Linked DNA regions of Sus scrofa: all the other regions are linked to region 2. Evidence: chromatin contacts called from public Hi-C, HiChIP or PLAC-seq and promoter capture Hi-C data. All regions are on one chromosome and are shown on one strand. The core of a region is the stretch at or near the end of the contact, and the rest is flanking DNA. Distances in the headings are between cores, read along the strand shown.

Evidence for each region. Promoter capture Hi-C pulls out the DNA fragments that hold promoters and counts their contacts. A called contact is a pair of places that touch in the nucleus more often than the background predicts. HiChIP or PLAC-seq counts read pairs in DNA pulled down with a chosen protein or histone mark.
Region 1: a Hi-C map of embryonic fibroblasts shows a contact between it and region 2, with 5 times the contacts expected there. The contact joins the enhancer-like site here to the promoter of PLK2 in region 2. A contact is called at or near these places in 2 of 5 promoter capture datasets (fetal skeletal muscle and liver), 1 of 47 Hi-C or Micro-C datasets (embryonic fibroblasts) and 2 of 2 datasets of contacts at active chromatin or transcription factors (alveolar macrophages and skeletal muscle).
Region 3: a contact with region 2 is called in an H3K27ac HiChIP or PLAC-seq map of alveolar macrophages. The contact joins the enhancer-like site here to the promoter of PLK2 in region 2. A contact is called at or near these places in 7 of 47 Hi-C or Micro-C datasets (heart right ventricle, liver, mesenteric adipose tissue and 3 more) and 2 of 2 datasets of contacts at active chromatin or transcription factors (alveolar macrophages and skeletal muscle).
Region 4: a promoter capture Hi-C map of liver shows a contact between it and region 2, with 4 times the contacts expected there. The contact joins the enhancer-like site here to the promoter of PLK2 in region 2. A contact is called at or near these places in 1 of 5 promoter capture datasets (liver), 12 of 47 Hi-C or Micro-C datasets (embryonic fibroblasts, fetal heart ventricle, fetal skeletal muscle and 7 more) and 2 of 2 datasets of contacts at active chromatin or transcription factors (alveolar macrophages and skeletal muscle).

What each region holds. Positions count from the first base shown.
Region 1 is chr16:37,072,005-37,074,704 of Sscrofa11.1, forward strand. No RefSeq gene overlaps it. Among named protein-coding and RNA genes, the nearest start is that of PLK2, 230 kb to the right of the region's middle. Within about 2 kb of position 1,362, at least 6 of the 83 cell types and tissues checked have an H3K27ac peak or open chromatin away from gene starts, as enhancers often do. A contact at or near this core is called in alveolar macrophages and embryonic fibroblasts, where this site is marked.
Region 2 is chr16:37,303,786-37,306,485 of Sscrofa11.1, forward strand. PLK2 (serine/threonine-protein kinase PLK2) reads right to left here and starts at 1,329. Exons shown (of 14, transcript XM_003133981.5): 1 at 935-1,329; 2 at 211-318; 3 at 1-77. The coding sequence starts at 1,204.
Region 3 is chr16:37,131,211-37,133,910 of Sscrofa11.1, forward strand. All of the region lies in intron 3 of LOC106506502 (a long non-coding RNA gene), which reads right to left. Among named protein-coding and RNA genes, the nearest start is that of PLK2, 170 kb to the right of the region's middle. Within about 2 kb of position 1,266, at least 7 of the 83 cell types and tissues checked have an H3K27ac peak or open chromatin away from gene starts, as enhancers often do. A contact at or near this core is called in alveolar macrophages and retroperitoneal adipose tissue, where this site is marked.
Region 4 is chr16:37,154,063-37,156,762 of Sscrofa11.1, forward strand. It overlaps LOC106506502 (a long non-coding RNA gene), which reads right to left. Exons shown (of 4, transcript XR_002339610.1): 2 at 1,216-1,387. Among named protein-coding and RNA genes, the nearest start is that of PLK2, 150 kb to the right of the region's middle. Within about 2 kb of position 1,284, at least 22 of the 83 cell types and tissues checked have an H3K27ac peak or open chromatin away from gene starts, as enhancers often do. A contact at or near this core is called in alveolar macrophages, embryonic fibroblasts, liver and 1 more, where this site is marked.

The sequences.
Region 1 (2,700 bases), core at 112-2,611, 230 kb before region 2:
CCTAGCATGAACCTTGCTTCCGACCCCTTTTTTATACTGTTCCAGACAATGTTTGTTCTCAGACCATAAGCTCCTCCATGGTGGGGACTTTCATAATTTTTCTTAAATGCCCACAGCATGTAGCACAGACAAGCACATAGCAGGAGTCTAGTACAAGTTTGCAATTGTAGATTTGGCACCAACATGAGCTTGAAGCAGAATAGTGCCATAAGCAATGCAAATAGTCCCAGGTTTGGTTTTATTACATGAGTGATTATACAGCAAGTTGAAGAACCTATTTCAAAAGCTTTTATTTTGTGCCTTTAAGGGATGCCCAGTGGGTTAGGAAATTCTGGGGAATTCCCTTCAGTGTTTTGGAAAGATAACTATGGTAACCTCAGTCAACAAGTCATCTAGCTGATACAATGTAATCAGAAGAATTTACACAGTTAATGCCTTCAACCACAGCATTTACACAGTTTCAACATCTAACCAGTTGTTAATAAAATAATTCCAAATAATTCCACTCAAAGAGTGGTCTGTGGTTATATCCAGACCTTGGTGGGCTTGCTCCCTGCTGTCCGCAGCCAGCCCTTTGGGAAAATTGAAGTACTAGTCCGCAGAGCCTGTACCTGTACCTTACACTTGTTTAATAATGTTTAAGGATTAAAAGCCGTTTTTGAAAGCACACAGATGAATTTTATTAGCCATGCAGCAACATAAAATTTCTTAGCTCAGGACCTCTTCTAGTATAATATATCCCAAATCTGTGCCTCACCCAGAGAGGCACAGATGCACCCAAACATATTTTTCAGACATTCATGTACTTTGTGTTCACATGGTTGTAGAAGAGTAGACAACAGCTATCCCCAAATCTCTGAAAACTGCAGAGATGAGCTCATTGGTGAGGCTGTCGGTCACATACTACTGTTGGAGGTGAACTAGCCAAGCTCAGGTGTGGACACGCAGATAATGGGAGGGAAAGAGGGAAGGTGACATTGCTGAAAAGCAGGCTCTTGAGCGAAGATAAGGTTTGTAGAGAACCCCAGGCAATGGGGCAGGGTGGGGGGCATGTGGGAATATTTCCTGGCCCCATGTGCACATCCTGCTCTGTTTCTGAAGACAGTGTTTGGCACAGGGTAGGTGTGTGTGGGCTGGATGAAGCTGAGTTTTAGCTCACTGGCACAGAGTCCTCCTATAAAGTGGGCATATAACTGGGGCAAGAAATAAGCGGAATTATAAAGCTGGCAATGCTTTTTGAGTTCTTATTAAAATCAGGTCTACCCAGCGTACTTTTTTTTACTCTTCCTACTCGGCTCTCTGGGTCCGGATGTGGTTTCCTCAAGTGCCAGGATCTACCACTTTGGCCTCCAGGCTTCTATCCCCTGGAATCCTGCCAGAGTGAGATGTACCACATTCTTTCATATCCCATTCCCTCTGCTCCACGCTCTGGCTGGACTGCCAGTCTGACACCAGAGCTTCCCAACCCGTATGCCTGTGCACACCCTGAAGGGGAGGATGGTTGGAAGTGGTCATGGCCTCGGTTTCGGGGACAAGCAGGGTCTGGAGCATGGGGGCCATGTTCTCCAACACTCTCACCCCCCACAGCTTCTAAGAACAAGCAGCTTCCTCTATTGGCCCCAGAGAGTCATATAACTTGTCTTTTCTTTGAGTGTCCCGAGTGAGAAGATTCAGAGCCAGTGTTTGTTTTTTAAATTTTATTGCAATTGCATTGCTATACAGTTTCTAGGGTATCAGCCAATCACTTCCTTCATGCTATTTTCCCATCTAGGTTATTATAGAATATTGAGCCGAGTTCCCTGTGCTATACAATAGGTCGTTATTAGTTATCTATATATACTAATGTGCATATGTCAATCCCAAACTCCTAATTTGCCCCTCCCTCCATGTTTTCCCCTTGGCAACCATAAGTGAAATCTATTTTTTTTAAAAAAGATACAAATGAACTTATTTATAGAACAGAAACAGACTCACAAATCTCAGTCAAACAGAATTGCAGAGGTACTGTGAATTGCTGCCAATGTAATCAATGGAAGTAAATGCCTATCTGCAGCAGTTTTTAATCTTTGTTTTTTAATTTTATGGCCACACCCATGGCATATGGAAGTTCCCAGACCAGGGTTGAATCTGAGCTGCAGTTGTGACCTACACTGCACATGCAGCAACGCTGGATCCTGTAACCCACTGCACCAGGACAGTGATCAAACCCACACCTCTGCAGTGACCTAAGCCACTACAGTTAGATTCTTAATCCACTGCACATAACAGGAAATAGTTTTTAATCTTTGGCGTGCATCACATTCACTGCTGAGCTTTTTAAAAATGTGACGCTTATCTCCTACCCCCCGAAATTATAATTTACTCAGCATGGGGATTAGAGTCTGCGTCTTAATAAACAGTCTGTGCTAGCTTTCTGAATATTGTATTTATCAAGATAGATAAAGCATTTTTAGCAAATACTCCTCTAACTTGGCAGGTTTATTTCTTGCTCCTGGTCAACACACTTCTAACACAGATTGGCATGTGCATAGGGTGGAGGTATGGGAATCATATGGAGGAACCTGAGGCCCATGGAGGTGAACTTTCTCAAAATCAGAGAGTTGGAAGGATAGAGTTCTCACTCTATATACGACACTTCCCCCACTATTCCACACTGTATTCCTTCTTCGAACTTCAACAGATTTAAGGCAGAACTGTTGC
Region 2 (2,700 bases), core at 79-2,578:
TTGTCTTCAAAGTAGTGATAAAACTGCACTACATGCTTATGATGGAGAATTCTGTGAAGCTCTATTTCTTTGTCGATCTAAAGAAAAAGCAATATCAGTCTCATTAGCCTCCCTCAGCCCAGTTGCTTACACATGCAGAAGACATCTTCCTAACAGGGAAGGGCTGTCCCTGCACACAAAGAAAATACTTTACTCAACAGTCATACACACCTTTTCCCTTTGATGAGGTTTAGCTACTCTGCTGTGAGGAATAATTTTTGCAGCGTAGACTTTGTTGTTTGTCAAATCTGTCATCTCGTAACATTTTGCAAAGCCACCCTGAAAGGAAACAAAGCAGAGATGGAACTGAGTATGGCAGGAACATGGACGGCAAATACATATTTTTAACATATAAATGAAAAAAAACCCCACAAAATTATGGGAGAGAAAGGGTGACAGAGGGATGCAGTCTACTTTATTATTTTTTTTTTTAAAGCTCCTTCAGTTAGGGAAAAGCATCCCTGAAAACAGTAAGTTAAAACTGCCTTTTTTCCCTTGACAAAGAGGTGCTTTCGGGCGGTGGGGAGGGTGGGGGGTGGGGGCTGGGGAGAGGAGAAAAAAGGTATGAGGAGACTTGTCAAGAAAATTCTCTGGGGGCCAGGTAGAGAGAAAATTCTCTAGGTCTGGTGCAGAAAGCCCTCGCTTCTGGCTTCAAGATCAACGTCTTTAGGCTGCGTGAGGCAGACAGAGCCATGGCCAAGGATGTGAAGCCGATCCCGGCGCTGCAGGCGCACAAAAGCCAGAGTTGGGCAGGTGAGCAGCCCACGTCGCGCCGGGATTGGATCCCCCAGTAACCGAGAAGCGACGGACACGGGGACTCAGGGTCCGGCCCTGCTCGAGGACGCCGGGGCAGACCTCCCTCCCGCCTGGCAGCCGGGCGCCCGCCGCAAGTCACCTTTCCCAGCACTTTGCCGCGGCAGTAGCGCTTCCCCGTCGTGGGATCGACGATAATCCGAGAGATCTCCGCCCCCGAGTGCGAGTGGTGGTGATGGTGGTGCGGAGCCACCGGCTGCACTTGAGCCTGGGGCTGCGGCTGCTGCGGCTCCTCGGGGGGCGGCTGCGGCCGCTTCTTCTTCGAGTCCCCGCCGCAAGCCTTGCCCAGAGCCTGCTCGCACATCTTGGTGCTGGCGGCCGGCTGGTAGGTGATAGTCCGCAAGAGCTCCATGGTCGCCTCGTCGCTCTGCCCTGCCTGCTGCTACCTCCGAGGCGCGGACACACGACCGAGCCGGCCTCTGCCCTCGAATCCCCGCCGCTTCCAACCTCCCGCGCCCGTCGCCCTGGTACACTTGTGAGAGTGCGAACGCCCGGTAAAGTCTTATATACTGGCCGAGAAGGGGGTGGAGAATCGAAACGGGATGCGACGTCACGGACAACGCCCCGCCCACCGGCCGCCACAGCGGGCTGGTCCGAGCCAGAGGTCGCGACGGATCGCTGGCTTCCAGTTCTCTGGTGACGTGCGAACGCGTTCGCTCAGGCACTGGCTCCGGCTGCTTGGAGAGCTTCCCGTGACGTGGTGGTGGTGGTGGTGGACGCAGGCGTGCGGCTGTCCCTGGGACCACCACCCCATTCTTGGAATGCTCTGGCTTCTGGGTTTGAAGTAGAAACCCCAGGGCCGACGCCGGGCCCTGCCTCCACCGCCCAGCGGCCAGAGCTCAGGTCATCGCAGATTCCCTCCCCTTCACAGCCCTTCCTGACAGCCCCACCACCTGGCGCCTCCGGTGTCAAGGTGTGAGTGTACCCGGGGTCCACTGCACAGGCACGTGAGGCCTCCCCTAGCCGTCTGGAGGGCTTGGGGCTACCGCTGCACCCGCGCTTTTACCCCGCCAGTCTCACCCAGAGTGGACCTTTGGCGGGGGCGCACCAGTGAAAAGCAGGGGTTGTCGGAGCAGAGTGTCCCGAGCTCCGCGCCGCTTCCGAATGTGGCAAACCATTGCCGAATCAGTCCCACTTAGGCCCGTATGGCCTCTGTCCATCACCCTGGAGCAGGTCTTTGTCGGAGGTCAGACCCTTAACCTTGGAGGAGGCCGGTGCCTTCGGAAGGTTTCGCCTTCAGGCTGTCAAAAGACTGAGAGGCAAAGGCGCCATCTCCTGGAATATTCTAGAAGCTCAGCTAGCGGTCCGAGTGGGCAGCGGTTAACGACTATATGGGCTTTCTTTGACAGTAAGTGGTAATAAAAGCGCTCCTAGTGCTAATTAATGGTTTTACAGTGGAAATCGTCTATCAATTGTTATTCAGAAGGGGTTATGCAGAATGCGTCGTTTAAATGGCGCATTGAGCCACGTGGCTGCTCCTGTGCTGGGAGTCAGTCCTAAGCCTTCCAAGAGGAGAGGTTTGGTAGCGGATTGGTAGCGTGAGGGAGAATAGCCCAGTGAGCCAAAACATGGTTTAGCATCCTATTCCAGATTTTACGATTCAGATTTGCTAAGGAAGAACACTATTTTCTTTCTTGCTCTAATAACAATAATGCCCTTACTGTGCACGTCCTCATGTTTTAGTATTTTTAAATCCCTCCTTCTTTAAATTCTTCATCAGTTCTAAGTAGGAAATGTTATTCCCATTTTATAGATGAGGAATCCGGGGTTTAGAAAATTTAAGTATTCTTTCTATATATGTATTTAGTAGATCATCCAATTTATGTTAATTAGCAATAGACTTTTTAA
Region 3 (2,700 bases), core at 16-2,515, 170 kb before region 2:
AAAGACAAGCCCTTTGTTTGGTGGCAATCTTCTGCTTGGTCCAGAAGGAAAGAGACCCAAACCCTACAAGTTCTTCAGAGTAGCTGCCATTTCAGAGTATACTAGGCCACAAGCAACAGACTTCTCATCATTTCCTGAAACAGACTTGTTGCTGAGACTCTGGGATTCCACTGAATTCAGTTCAGTTACCCCATTGGGCAAATATCATCATGACTGTGCTTCAGACCCTTATACAGCTACTCTCTCAAGTCTGACAGAGAGACCCTCTGTGAAAGGGTATAGACCTTCTAGCCCTCTAGCCCAACTCCAGCAAATAGATTAAAGTCATTAATGGAAATTTGGGAGAAAAGGTAATATTCGGAGAATATTGCTCAAAAATTTTAAGTTTCTGCTCAAATATATGCCTTTGCTCAAAATCCTCTGTTAGTTTCCCATCACACTCAATACAGTACTTACTATGGCAGAACATGTCCCAAATCTGGGTTTTGGCCTTTGCTCTGGGTCCTTCTGTTTGAAGCATTTATAGGACACATACTTCACATACATTGCTTCCTCATTTTAATCATGTTTGCTTAAATGTCTCTTCTTTTTGTACAAAAAAATAATCTATAAAGACTCAAAAGCAAGTAAGCAAGCAAACAAAACTAAAAGCTGTCAAGTCTGGAAAAACTCTTTCAAGCCAGTTGACCTTGAACAGAGAAACAGAGATAAAAGTTTTCAGCTTTCCCAGGTAAGATGCTAGTTCTCTCTATAAAATATCCCCTAATCAAGTCTGTGTCACATCATGAAAACCAGCCCAAATGTCCTCACAACATTCCTGGTTAGTAAATGTTAGTTAAGAACAAGGAACACCTGAGTTGTGAAAACCAGAGCACTTTCAGCACACAAATCTAGCTGAAACAATTAAAAAACATTTTTTATTTGCTGATTTTAAAGTGATTTACTGCATATCAGCAGCTGAACCACCAGGAATACACACAATATTTGCAAATGTGGCTGCACATTCTCCTGCCTCCCTTGAGCTAAACCTAGGACTTCTCAGCGATGCTGTCACAACCACCAACTTGTAGGTGTGTATTTCCTCGAACTTCCTCATACTTGTCCCTGCTATGGTGACATAAATTCATCTTTGTCAGTCTCAGTTGAAATATGCAAACTTCTTGCTGATGTCATCTGGGAAATAGAGGACCTTGTAGCTAAGCACATACTGTGTGGCTTGGCAAACCTGTCAATCTTCAGATTTAGGACTTAGCCTTTGGCACATTAGGCTTCTCAGTTTCACAATTTAAAAAGGAACTGTTTCCAGGACAACAACCCTGTCTTCTAGTGACCACATGATAGTTTCTCCATTTCAGTAAGGAACTGACTTCACTTTGAATGGCTGAAAATTCACAAACAACAAAACACAGAAATCTACCACTCTTTTATTACTCTTCAGAGCTTCTTTTCCCCATTCCTGTTTTCAATATAATTTTTTGAAGTGGGTCCAGATAGAAAATACCTTGATTGTCTTTCCTTCAGGAAAACTGACATTCATGAGAAAATGTAGATTAACATGTGTAAGTCAAAACTTAATACATGTCCCTATCATAAAGGGTTACTTTCTAAAACTGGAGTTAATGTATTTTTTCTCTCTGTATTTTTGCCCTAATTTTCCTTTTATTATTTTCTACCTTAGTTCTACCTAAACTTTTTAATTTCTTAAAGGTTTTTGTTTGTTTTTTACTCTAGGGAACAGGGCTTTCCAAAATGTCACAGACATTGCTCTATTCCACGTAAAATTGTGTTAAAATTCAATGATGGTCAAAACCGAACACTCTTCATTTCAAGAGCAAACTTTACTGATGAAATGAAGATTGAAGAAACAGATTGAGCATATTAGAAGAATTTACCAACTAACAACCAAGAATTTGTACAACACTGAGGAGGGTACATGTATTTAAAAGAGGCATCAACTTGATCTTGATGCGTAAAATGTAAGTTAAAAGAAGTTAGAATATGCTCCCTTGGAAATTTTTTTTCAATCAAGGAATTCTTATTAGGTATCTATGATGGGCTTAGCAGTATGCTAATCACTGGAGGTAGAGAAATGAATTAAATTAGGATTCTACCTACCTTCTGAGAGCTTCTGAAGATAGACATTCAACATGTAGATGCCTAAGGACAAAAGTGATGAGATGGAAGCATAAATTGTGTTCAGAAGATCACAGACAGCAGTCAGTTCTTTGCCTGGGCAGACAAAAGCTAGAAAATGTGGCTAGGAGATGATATGGAAAAAGAAAGTCATTTTATGTTTAAGAAGTAAAAACTGAGTAATATGTGTAAATTGATTATAACCATGGAATTTTTATGCTTGTAGACAGAGTTCTAAAATTTACTTGACCATTTTTTCCTTGTAAAGTTGCCTTCACTTATAATGGTTTTTTGTTTGTTTGTTTTGTCTTGTCTTTTGATGGCCGCACCTGTGGCATATGGAGGCTCCCAGGCTAGGGGTCCAATTGGAGCAATAGCTGCCGGCCTATGCCACAGCACCCCAGATCCAAGCAGCGTCTACGAACTACACCACAGCTTACAGCAATGCCGGAACCTTAACCCACTGAACGAGGCCAGGGATCCAACCTGCAACCTCATGATTCCTAGTCGGATTCGTTTCCGCTGCACCACTACGAGAACTGCCACTTATAATGTTTTAATTACATT
Region 4 (2,700 bases), core at 34-2,533, 150 kb before region 2:
CTTTTCTGTACTTCAATCTAGTACCTTAGATTAACCAACATGAAACTAGACTGCCACCTACAACATGTAAACCCATGTCCATAATTGCTTACAAAGCCTATAGTGTTGTGCATATTAGTGAAATCTATATTTCCGGTGTTCAAGTCATCACCCTGCTTTGCTCCTAAAAATCCTAAGGCTGAGAGACTTGAAAACAAAAATTGCAAAACTTATGCTGTTGTCAATGTTCTTGACCTTCAAAGGCTTTGATGCCAGCGGTTTTCTAGACAAAGTTGCTGTCTAAGTGTTCTCATGGTCAAAGTTGCAACCAGCATAAATCACTCAGTCTCCTGTTCTTGAAAGAGCAGGCACATACACTGATTGCTTTTAAGATATGTTTTTTTTTCCAGCCATGGCAGATGTCTGGCAGAAAGCACTTAACTCTGACTGCCCTGTTACAGGGCTCAACAAATAAAACCCTCCCGGTACACAACAGCTCCTGAAACTTCCCATAGTTTTGAAAGAAGTGATTTTTGCGGCATGTCAAATAGTCTCTTCCAAACAATGTCCCTCTATTTCTTAATGGTATTTTCCCCAAATATTTGGAGAAGTAGTGTTGTAGGGGGATAGGCCATTAGGAATGCTGTTTGTTAGGGAGAGCTGCTGAATATATTGCTGTTACTTGTTACTTTTAGTTACTTTATTTCCTCTCATGGGAACTATTGTCATTTTCTCACACTTATATACTGTCTGCACAAAAGCATCTTTAGAAACTTCATTGTTGTTTTTTTAATTGCTCTGTAACAATTGAGCTAAATAAAAACAATATCCTTGCCAAACAAAGGCATTTCCAAAATCTGGTCCCTCTGGGTCCACTCCCACAGATGGCTGCCTGGACCTGAGCCCCTCCCCTCCAGTATAAAGAGAATATGTCTATCCCCTTTGCTGGTCGCCTTGTCCAAACACCAAAGGTTAATTACACTGCACTTTGATCTGGAGTGTAAAATCAAACACAACTAAAACCAAAACTCTCACACACAAAAACACCAAATTTCTGATGTGACTGATACTTTCATTGAGAGAACAAAATAAATGTAAAATATAGCTAAATCACAAACTTCAGGGAATAATAAAATTTTCTTGTAAATAATCCAGTTAAGGTAACAGCTGGTTTGCCCTGTGTTTAAAGTATCAGATTCCTTCAGAGGGACTTTCCCAAATTCAGATAGAACTCACACTGAACAGTGGTAATTCCTTCGGCATGTGGCATGTTCAGTGACCCAGGTTGCTGTGCAGGCTCCTTTCCAAGGGCAGCTCTCAGTTCTTCTCCTCCAGAGAGTGACAAAGTGCTTTCTTGCCTACTCATCGGCCCAGTGATTGCAAGCCCAGCATGAGTCAGCAATACCGGCTGTTAAAAAAAGAAACTGACATGATCCTGGGGTCTGAAGTATGAAGAGGTAGGAAGGGAAGAACAACATAATCCCCAGTGCACCCTGCCTGGTTCACACAGCCTGGATGACTCACCCAGTGCTGGGTCCCAACTAAGTCCCAGGTAGGGTTGCCAGATAAAACACGGAACACCCAGTTACATTTGAATTTCAGATGAACAACAAGCAGTAATCAGTGGGATGTTCAGACATCTACTTTTCTAATGGCCCTTCTCTGAAGACTCCCTGAATTCCTCACCTCTAGGTCCAAGGATCAATGATTATAGGAACAACCGGCATTTATAAAGAGCTTTCCGCATTTCCTTTTTTCACACTCATTAGCTTACTTTTTACTTATCTTTTCTACATGCCTGAAGCTTGATATTATGGCCCATTGATTGATAATACTAAAGGTTCACCTGAGTTAAGTCATTTACTAGTTACCCATTCTCATAAATATTGGGATTAGGATAGAAAGCTCTGATAGCAACTTCACTCCTTCCCCAATGCACTTTGTGTCTGTATTTTTAATAATAGAGTTTATGAAATTCTCCCAGATACTCCACTTATTTACCTTGGTTTACCTAGATTTTGAATCTTGTGAGGATAGAGACTGTTTCATATGGAATTTTACTATCCTCACGGTGCCCTAATGTTCAACAAAATGTCTATTGACTTTAATTGGATCACCAACACCTATGTTTTTTCAGGTTAGGAAAAGTTTTCTTCAGTACATTTTGTTCACCACATTTCTACGAGATAGATGACAATTGTAATTATATTCTACATATTTGCTAACGAGAACACAGTGAATTATTGCAGATAGTGGGGGTGGAGTCCAGAGCGCTTTTTCCCCAGTCCATCATCCTGTAATACTGTATGTGGTTTTATTAGCATTTCCTAGCAGGAGACCTCAGGGATCTCCTTCCTCTAGAGGTAATTAGTATGTGTTGATGAGAGAAGATATCTGTGATGGACCAAAGATTGTCTCAAAGGTGCTTTCAGAGCGTAAACAATAATCTAACCTCTCAGCCCTGGCTTGCTGAAACTGGTGATGTGTTTAGTTACTAGGTCTCTTAAAAGGCACATGAAAAAGATGCAACAAACATGACATAAATTTATCTTTAATGTCTTTTCTGTTACTGAATCTTGGTGTCCAACAGTTACACCCCAAATCTCCACTGGCATGTGCCATGCTGAGATAGTCAAAGTTGGCAGAAATTAAAAGATGTTTCCTGTATTACAGACAATGGAAGAGCCGGCTCTCTTTGGCAGGAGATACATATTTTACTTA